Linked DNA regions of Sus scrofa: regions 1 and 2 are each linked to region 3. The links are chromatin contacts, called in public Hi-C and HiChIP or PLAC-seq maps. All regions are on one chromosome and are shown on one strand. The core of a region is the stretch at or near the end of the contact, and the rest is flanking DNA. Distances in the headings are between cores, read along the strand shown.

Region 1 (2,700 bases), core at 29-2,528, 180 kb after region 3:
GGTGGCGCAGTGGTTAACGAATCCGACTAGGAACCATGAGGTTGCGGGTTCGGTCCCTGTCCTTTCTCCGTGGGTGAACGATCCGGCGTTGCCGAGCTGTGGTGTAGGTTGAAGTCATCATTGCCAGTCACTGCTCTGGATCCGAGGAACCATCAAGTGTGGGCTCTTCTTTGGCTCATTCTTCAAAATTCCGAAGAAAAGGAGCCCCACCTGCCACCCCGCCCCGTCCACCCCCCCTCCCCCCGCTCCTCCCCAGCAATAGACCTTAGAGCTCATTAATTCATTAATTCCTCGTGCTGAGAAAGCACAGAGAACTCTGGTTTCTGGACACGCGGTCCTCCCTGACGTGGGAGAAGCCAGCCTTCCTCCTCCTCTCTGGGGAGGTGAAAGGAAATTGGATTCTGAGTGTCTGGGTTGGCGGCACTTGTTCGCTTTCTGTCTTGTCCTCAAACCACGGGATGAGAGCGTCTCTGCCTGTCCCTGCGGCCACAGCAGGGCAGTTGCTCTGTTAGACGGTACATGCCTGCAGGATGCATTCATTCACTAAATGGCTACTGAGCACTCACTAGGTGCTGGGTGCTGCCATAGGCTCCAGGGAGAAGTGACGAATGAAGGTCAACTGGCTCTTGGCTTCAAGGAATGGGACACACATGTGGGTCACTCGGGTCTCTCGGGGGAGGGGGCGTATCCATTGCTAACCACACGCATTATAATATTTTGGGAGGTGGAAGCAATTCTACAGGACCACGTGGGCCCAAGTCAAGGGCCCAGGTTCTGAATTCAGCTCTGGGAGTGAGTGGGTCCCTCCTTTGTAAAATGGGGACCATGCCAGCTGCTCTCTGGGGCACACACCAGCGGAGGCAGTTTCATGAAGACTCTGCCCTTTACCCACCCCTCCCACTGCACTCGGAAGACATCTGCATTCCTGGAGGGGATCCACTGCGTGGGTTTCGGGCAGGCCAAGGGGGCCCCTGGGCTCGGGCTCAGAGCCCCAGCTCAGCAGGAGCACGGCCGGGGACCTATCTGCTTGGGGCAGAGCTCAGCCAGGCCCAGGAAGAACAGCCAGGCATCGGCAGGCTACCCATCACAGCCACCTCTGGAAGCCTCAGCATCTACAGGGCCGTCCCCGCAAGGCTCCCCTATCCTCAGGCCTGGGGGCGGGGAGGGGGACCAGGCTTGGGTGTCATCGACCTCCGGCCAGAGGGAAAAAGGGAGGGAGGTGCTCCCGGCCACACGGAGACTGGAGCCAGATCTAAGATTAGAACGGGTAGGTTTCTGACTCCGAGGTACACAGCCAAGCCCCAAAGGCATGCTGATTCTTGGCAAAGCCCTTTCCACATTCCTCTAACTCTGATCCCCCCCTAGTTTGTCTCTGGAAATATTGTAGCTGTCATAATCTTTGTTCTAATAAAATACTCATCTGACGATCTATTAGTAAGGCATATTGTTGACAGGAAATGTGCATTTGCCATATTTCCCATTATATTGTCTATTTCCTGCCTCATTTTTCTTGGGAGGGCAGGAGTCACGGGAGATAATAGCATATTGACAGAAAGAGAAAGCAAGGCAAAGAGATCGTTGAAAGTGGGGGGAATTGAGCTCTATTTGGCTGCAAAGCTTTCCAGCAGGATCTCCACCCTCATTTCCTGCTCAAAAAACGGCAGCCTCTGCTCCTTCCTCCTCCACCTCGCAAACCAATCATCTCCTGGTCCTGGAGGCTGACTCCCTCGGCATCTTTATTTTTATTTTTTTTCTTTTTAGGGCTGCCCCTGGGCATAGGGAAGTTCCGAGGCCAGGGACTGAATAGGAGCCGCAGCTGCCAGCCTACACCGGAGACACAGCCATGCCAGATCCGAGCCACAGCTGGCAACAATGCTGGATCCTTAACCCACTGCACAAGGCCAGGGATCGAACCCGCAGCCTCATGGATACGAGTCAGGTTCTTAACCCACCGAGCCACAGTGGGAACTCCTCCCTGAGCATCTGATGGAGGCCCAGCCTCCTGTTTTGGGGGGCTGGGGTCGGGGGAAACGCTTTAAGAATCCAGAAGAGGATGTGAAATGAACTCTTTCCCTTGCATCACCCTCAAAAGGGCTTCCTGGGGGCTGGTGGCACATGGAACCAGAAAGAACTTTGTTTTCTAGAAACTTCTTGCCTACACCCTTTTCTCTTTTGCTTATCAAATTGCAAAGAGTGCATCACCAGGAAAAGACCCCACTTACTGCAAAGGCCAGTGCGATGCCTGGAAACTGCTCTGCGGGGCCCTTCTGGAGGCCCCAGCCCTGTGGGTGGATGGCTGGGGTTGGGTGTTCCTTTTCAGGGACCCTGCTGATGGTTCCAGCCATACTGCGCACGTAAGTGTGAGGCTCTGGTTCTGCAGGGTTCTGGACCTTGCCAGCTGTGGGTCCCCTGGTCCTCGGATTTAGTGGCTTCAGCAGCCAGGAACAGGGAGGGCGGGCCTGACTCTGGCTTCCTAAGCCTGTGCCCTTCCTCTCCGGCCCCTCCCTACTTCCCACTGCTTTTGACCCACAGCTGGGAACCGGGAGAGAGCGAGAGAAGGAAGTAAATCTAGGGTGACCAATGGGTCCCGTTTGCCTGGGTCTGTCCCAGGGGTGCAGAAACAGGACTGGGAGGCAAGAAATACAGCTACTGATGTACGTTATGGGAACTCGATTTAGGCACAAGGGACTGTGTGCCGGC
Region 2 (2,810 bases), core at 229-2,728, 130 kb after region 3:
GGTGGTGGCGGCGGCAGATGTGGCCCGGCTGCCCGGAGAAGCCAACAATGCGGGGCCGGCAAAACAAAAGGGTTCCACTTCGCCTCCTTTCCCGTCTTTCACTTGCGCTCCCGGGGCGCCGCGCGGGATCCCCTGCCGGCAGGGGCCGCTCCCCTGGGGGCCCCGAGCCGAGCGCGCCCCGGTTTCCCAGTGGACCCTCAGCTCCCCTCCCCCGCCCCCGCCCCGCAGGCGAAAGGCCCGGCGCGCTCGGACTCCCGGTCCCGAGGGATCCGGGTGTATTGTCCCCGCGGCGTGCCGCGCGCTCGGCCTGGGTCGCTGGCAGCCCCCGCGCGCGCACCCACCGGCCTCGGGGAATGGGAGCCGGGGGCACCTAGGAAACCGTCGCCGAGACGCCGCCGCCGCCGCTGCCCTCCGGACGCCGCCGCACTCGGGGTTTCTTTTTTTTTTTTTTTTTTTTTTTTTTTCCCAATCCTGATGGGAAGGAAGGTGACCGCCTACTTCGCATTCATCAACTCTCATCACAACAACAAAAATCCTGGCGCAAACGGCGGCCAGCGGGCGCGATCCGCGGTGGCGGGGGGGGGGGGCGCGGGCAAGGACCCCCAGGCCGGCGCCCACCCCCAAGCGCCGAGCAGGGACACCGGGCCGGGGGCGCAGACCAAAGATGTCCTCGGATGCCGGCTCCGTGTCCTTCGCCCTCCTCCTCCTCCCCCAGTGGCGCAGTGAGGCGCGGGCGCGGCGCCCCCAGCCCGTGGCCGCAGGTGAGGCGGGGGCGGGGGCGGCGGCGGCCCCAGCCCTCCCCCGGGGCCCCCCTTACCTCGTCCTGGGCCGCCGGCGTCCAAGGCGAAGGGCGCCCACCCGGGAGGCGGCGGCGGCGGCGGCGGCGGCGGCGGCAGCGGCGGCGGCTCCCGCCCCTCCCACCCCACCCGGCGGCGGTGGCGGTGGCGGCGGCTGTGCGGCCCCCCCCTCAGCGCGGCATGGCTCCCGGCTCCGTCCCTCGCTCCTTGGGCCGCCGCCGGCTCTTCTGGGCCGCTCCCGGGCCACCTTAAAATGACACACGCACACAGGGACACACACACAAAAACTTAATCTCTCCAGCTCCCCGCCCCTCCCCCTACTGCCCTTCCCTCTCCTCCCCCTTCTCTCCCCTCCCCACCCTATCCCTCCCCTTCCCTTCCTCCTCCTCCCCTCACCGCCGAGCCTCTTCCTACTTCCCCACCCACCCCACCCCCTTCCTCCGCCCACCCGGCTCCCGATCCTCCCCAGCTCCGTCCCGGCCCCACGCCCGCCGGCCGGGAGGGGGCTGCGCTGGGGGTCCCCGGCCCGCCCTCGCCCCGCGCTTCGCTCACCCCCAAGAGGATGCTAATTCCAACTTGGATCGGGGGAGGGAGCGTCCTGGATGCCGAGCGCCTCCCGGCTATTTGCTCTTCTTTATTTGTTTTCTCCTCCGGGGAAGGAGGAGGAAAACGGAGAGAAAAGGAAAGGGAAAGAAGCGACGCCGACTGCGTCTCCCGGTGGCCGCTGGCTGCGCAGGAGCGAGGCGGGAGGCGAGGTGAGGGTCGCCGCCCGCTCACTCCTCGCTCCTTTTTTTTTTTTTTTTTTTTTTTTTTTTTCTCCTTTTTTCTTTTTTTTTTTTGGGCAAAGGCGGGGTCTCTCTTTGCAAACCAATGACACAACCCCACATGGGCCGGCCTCGCCCCCTACGGATACTCTTCACTACAAATCGGCTCTCTCGGGGATTAGTGGCTCCGCGAAAGTGCACACAGGCGCGGCGGGCGGGCGAGGGGGCCGGGCGCGGCGGGCACTCCCCGGCCAGGCCCCGCCCGGGAGGCCCTCGCGTAACGCTGGGGCCCTGGCGGCAGGGGTGGGGGTCCAGCGGCGGCGGCGGCCAGGAGTCCGGCCCTGCCTTCGCCCTCCTTCCTCCTCCGCCCCTTCCACGTGGGGCCCCGGGCGGCCGGCCACGTGGGGGGACGCGAGCCCGGGCGGACCGCGGCGCGGCGCCCCGAGGCGGCCCTGGCTCCTTCGGGCCCCCGCCGGGCCCACGGCGCCGACGACCTGCCCCCTTCCCGGCCCCACGGCTCCAACTTCCTCCCGGGCCCCCGCGCCGGCTGCCTGTGCCTTCTCAAGGCCCGCGGGGTCAGGCGCAGGCCGGCCACAGGGGGCACTTGCGCTCCCCAAATCCGGATCCGGGAGACGGTGCCCGCGCCTGGCCCGAGGGGCGGCGATAGCTGTGGGTGCGCGCAGAGGGAGCCCTGTGTGCTGGAACTTGCAGCGGTTGCGTTCCCTACAAGAAGCAAAAACATTTTTTACACATCAAAAAAAAAAAATGTTCCTTCCTGTTGCTTGGATCTCGCCGGGGCTATTTTTAAAGCCTCGCCTTGGGTGGGAGCTCCGGGCCTCGCGGGACGGAGGCGCTCTGCGGCCGCAGCGGCTCCAGAGAATCAAGGACCTGGGCTCGCGCGCCGCCCCAACGCGCCGAGGTTAGTGTCTGAACACCAGGATCCAGGCCGAGCGCCGGCCGCACCTAGACGAAATTGCACGCCCGTGACCCGCGGTGTGGGAGCCCAGTTTGCGGAAAGGAGTCAGCGGCTGCGGGCTGGGAGGGCTCTTTTGCCTGCGCCCCAGAGCCCCCCAAACTCATCTCACGTCTCTGAGATCGGCCGCGCGTCCTGCAAGAGCCCCTCTTGGGCTGAATGGAGCCCTTAGTCTCGATCTGTTTAAAAACCATATTGAGATGTTAGGAACTGGATTGAGACGTTGAGCAGCAAAGGCGTGGGAAGGGGTGTGTGAGGTCTGGCCTCTGCAGGCCG
Region 3 (2,883 bases), core at 241-2,740:
GGTCGGGTCTCCTCTCTGAATTGCTTTTTGCCGTCCCGAGAAACATCCCAGAATGGGGAGCAATCATGGGTTCTCTTAACACAAAACCCAACAGCAAACCCAAGGGCCGCATGCAAGGTGCACCAAGTCTGTTCTCCTTCCCTGGGTGGCGGGGGTGCAGAGACCCGCACCCTGCAGGGAGGCCGAGCAGCCCAGAGCCATGGTCTCCCCCTGGCGTGATGGGGCTGAGCCTTGGAGGCATCCAGGGAGGCCCTGCCCACGGTGGGGGGCCTGCCAGTGGAGGCATGGGATATTTCGTTGGAATATTTCTCAAGTTCTAAAAATGTACCATGGCAACAACAGAAGGGGATGTTTGAGAAAAATAAAGTAAAATAAAGATGAGAAAGGAATGAACTGAGGCCAGGAGTCTGGCAGAGGCAGGGGCTGCTCGACCACGTGCTGGCCTGGGTGCCATGGGTGCGTGACTGGCTCTCGCAGGGCAGGCAGGCCTCGGCGGGACCCAGGGAGGCCGCAGTCAACCCAGCATGAATCACATGCCCTGACCCCTCTTCCAGGCGAGCCTGGCACCCAGTAGGTGGCCTTCACACCATCGGACAGAGCAGGGCCAGGAAAACCCTAAGAGGGGTTCCCAACCAGGCCAAGGATACCCCACTCTTTTGGTGCCTGGAAGGGCTGTCCTTCCAAAGCACAGCAGCAGTATGACCCCGGCTCTGCAGGCCTGCCTGGCCAAGGTCCTCCTGGGGCCACAGCTGACGTGTCACATGGAGAGCAGGCCTAGCCCTGCACGCTTGGCGCCCGGAGCCCTCCTGTCAATGAGCCAACCTCAACTCCACCAGCGCCCCTGAGGAACAGGTGACACGGCCTCCTCCCTAAGGGGCCCTGGAAGAGCCTGGCGGGTCCAGGCTTATTCTTCTAACCAAATTGCCTGGGCCAAGGACCCCTAAAACTCAAAAACTGCCCTGCTTCTTAGTATGGCAGCCGCTAAGGCCGGGATGGAGACAGAAAAAGGCCAACGCTTTCAGCTCACTTCCTTTTTCATGGGACCCTTAAAGACCGAGTGATTCTTAAGGACCCTCTAACAGGCCTGCTGTCCAGTGGGCTGAGGCCAAGCGTGCTGCCCTCAGGCCCGAGAGAAGCCAGGAAGCTAATTTTCCCAAGCCCCACAGCTGGTCGGATGTCCCCGCCCTGCTCTTTTCCTCTGTAACTTTTTCTTAAACTCTAACGACTTCTAAAGCGATCCAGGCTCAAAGCCCAGTTCACAGGAAGACACGAGAACCCATCACAAAGTCATATTTATTCCTTCGAATAAAAAGCATCTAATAGAAAACTCCCCAGCAGGGAAGTTGGTTAGGCTGGGAGGTCAGCTTTAAGCACTGTGGGTGGAGGGGGAAGGGGACGGGCTGCTGGTGAGAACATCCAACCCGCCAGGCAGAGCCCCTTCCACTTCCCCACAGACTTGGCCATGCCCACCGGGGGCCGGACTGCGGAAGTGGCAGACACCCGGGGAGGAAGTCAGCTGTTAGCTGCAGAAGCAGCCTGGCCGGGCCCCAAACCAGCGCCTGTGAGCTGATTTAGCAACTTGGACAGAATGAGGCCCTAGTAAAAATGTTAACAAAGTTTCTAGATGAGATGCAGGAAGTTGTCACAGCACCTGGAGCCTGTGAAAGCGAAAGTTCAGGTTGAGATACCCTGCAGAGGGAACACTGCAAATCTAGAGCTGATGCTGAGTCTTTGGATGTGTGCTCAAGGGCAAGAGAAATGCCGCTTGCGACTGCTCCGTAAGCTGTTTTTTGGAGCAATGGGTTCCCTGGTCCCATCTTAGGCACAATGTAAATCTTGCAAGGGATCTCATTTCCCACTTTACTTTGGTTGCCAGGAAGCTCCGAGTGAAATTCTCACCCGCCCTGGTGCACAGGACTGCAGGGCACGCTCCCTGCGCTCTGGCCCTGGTCACCTTGCTTCGTTTCCCACAGGTACTTTTCCATCTACTCGATTTTGCCCTTGTGTGTGCTGGAGCCCTTCCTGACACTCAGGCGTAAATCCTCTTAAGACCAAAGAACAGTTTGCATTCCATTTAATCACCCAGAAGAATTAATTCCCTTGACTCTTGGAAAGCAGCACTGTGCAGAGCAATCGGGACTGGCTCTGAGGTAGAGCAGCACGGACCCACGCACAGCCCTTTGGGTGCCCTGGATGCCACCCAGGCTCCCCATCCATGTGCAAAGGCTGGGCCGGCCCTCGTGATGTGGTCCCCAGGGCTCTCTGGGGATGCGTGTGCCCATCTCCCCACTATCACACTCAGGGAAGGGAGCCTCGGAGCACCCTGGGACTCCTCCCGCTGACACTGACCTCGGCCTCCAGCATGGGCCCCCCTCCCCGACTTCCCACCACTGCTGAGCTTCCCATGCTGTCTACAGCGCTGTGCTGTGCTTGGTGGTTTATCCTGACACAGCGACTGGGCCCAAGTCTGGAGTCAGACAGGCTGGGTTGAGTCCCTGCCCTGCTGTGTGACCAGGGGAAGACGGCTAACCTCTCGGAGCCTCGGATTTGTTGCCTTCAAAGGGGGAATCCTGAGATTCTTCCTGCAAATTTGGACGGCGATTCCTGGTCCAAGAGTGACATTTACAAGTATCTACTGGGCTGGATAAGTGCTGGATTCCCTCGAGGCTGGCTCCCCCGCGAGCCCTGCAGGGGGCGACGTGACCCTTTCAAGTCCGTCTTGGGAGAGGCCCCATTTCCCACGGGCCCCCCCAGCACTTCCCACACTTGCAGGGGGCATACGGGAACCATAGCCAGGAGCACGGCGCAGAGGCCTGTGACTGGTAGACACGCGGCACTGGAGTTCCCTCACCAAGCGCTCCCACGTTTAAAGGAGGAACTGGG

What was found. A called contact is a pair of places that touch in the nucleus more often than the background predicts. HiChIP or PLAC-seq counts read pairs in DNA pulled down with a chosen protein or histone mark.
Region 1: a Hi-C map of skeletal muscle shows a contact between it and region 3, with 3 times the contacts expected there. The contact joins two enhancer-like sites. A contact is called at or near these places in 5 of 47 Hi-C or Micro-C datasets (alveolar macrophages, fetal skeletal muscle, omental adipose tissue and 2 more) and 2 of 2 datasets of contacts at active chromatin or transcription factors (alveolar macrophages and skeletal muscle).
Region 2: a contact with region 3 is called in an H3K27ac HiChIP or PLAC-seq map of alveolar macrophages. The contact joins the promoter of CTBP2 here to the enhancer-like site in region 3. A contact is called at or near these places in 1 of 5 promoter capture datasets (fetal skeletal muscle), 4 of 47 Hi-C or Micro-C datasets (embryonic fibroblasts, liver and skeletal muscle) and 2 of 2 datasets of contacts at active chromatin or transcription factors (alveolar macrophages and skeletal muscle).

The regions. Positions count from the first base shown.
Region 1 is chr14:134,533,478-134,536,177 of Sscrofa11.1, forward strand. No RefSeq gene overlaps it. Among named protein-coding and RNA genes, the nearest start is that of CTBP2, 46 kb to the left of the region's middle. Within about 2 kb of position 1,279, at least 14 of the 83 cell types and tissues checked have an H3K27ac peak or open chromatin away from gene starts, as enhancers often do. A contact at or near this core is called in omental adipose tissue and skeletal muscle, where this site is marked.
Region 2 is chr14:134,487,327-134,490,136 of Sscrofa11.1, forward strand. CTBP2 (C-terminal-binding protein 2) reads right to left here and starts at 1,479. Exons shown (of 11, transcript XM_021073631.1): 1 at 1,350-1,479. LOC110256807 reads left to right here and starts at 1,372. Exons shown (of 1, transcript XM_021073633.1): 1 at 1,372-2,810. The coding sequence starts at 1,400. The coding sequence ends at 2,485.
Region 3 is chr14:134,352,606-134,355,488 of Sscrofa11.1, forward strand. The region is part of intron 3 of CTBP2 (C-terminal-binding protein 2); the gene reads right to left. Among named protein-coding and RNA genes, the nearest start is that of ZRANB1, 100 kb to the left of the region's middle. Within about 2 kb of position 1,491, at least 38 of the 83 cell types and tissues checked have an H3K27ac peak or open chromatin away from gene starts, as enhancers often do. A contact at or near this core is called in alveolar macrophages, fetal skeletal muscle, liver and 2 more, where this site is marked.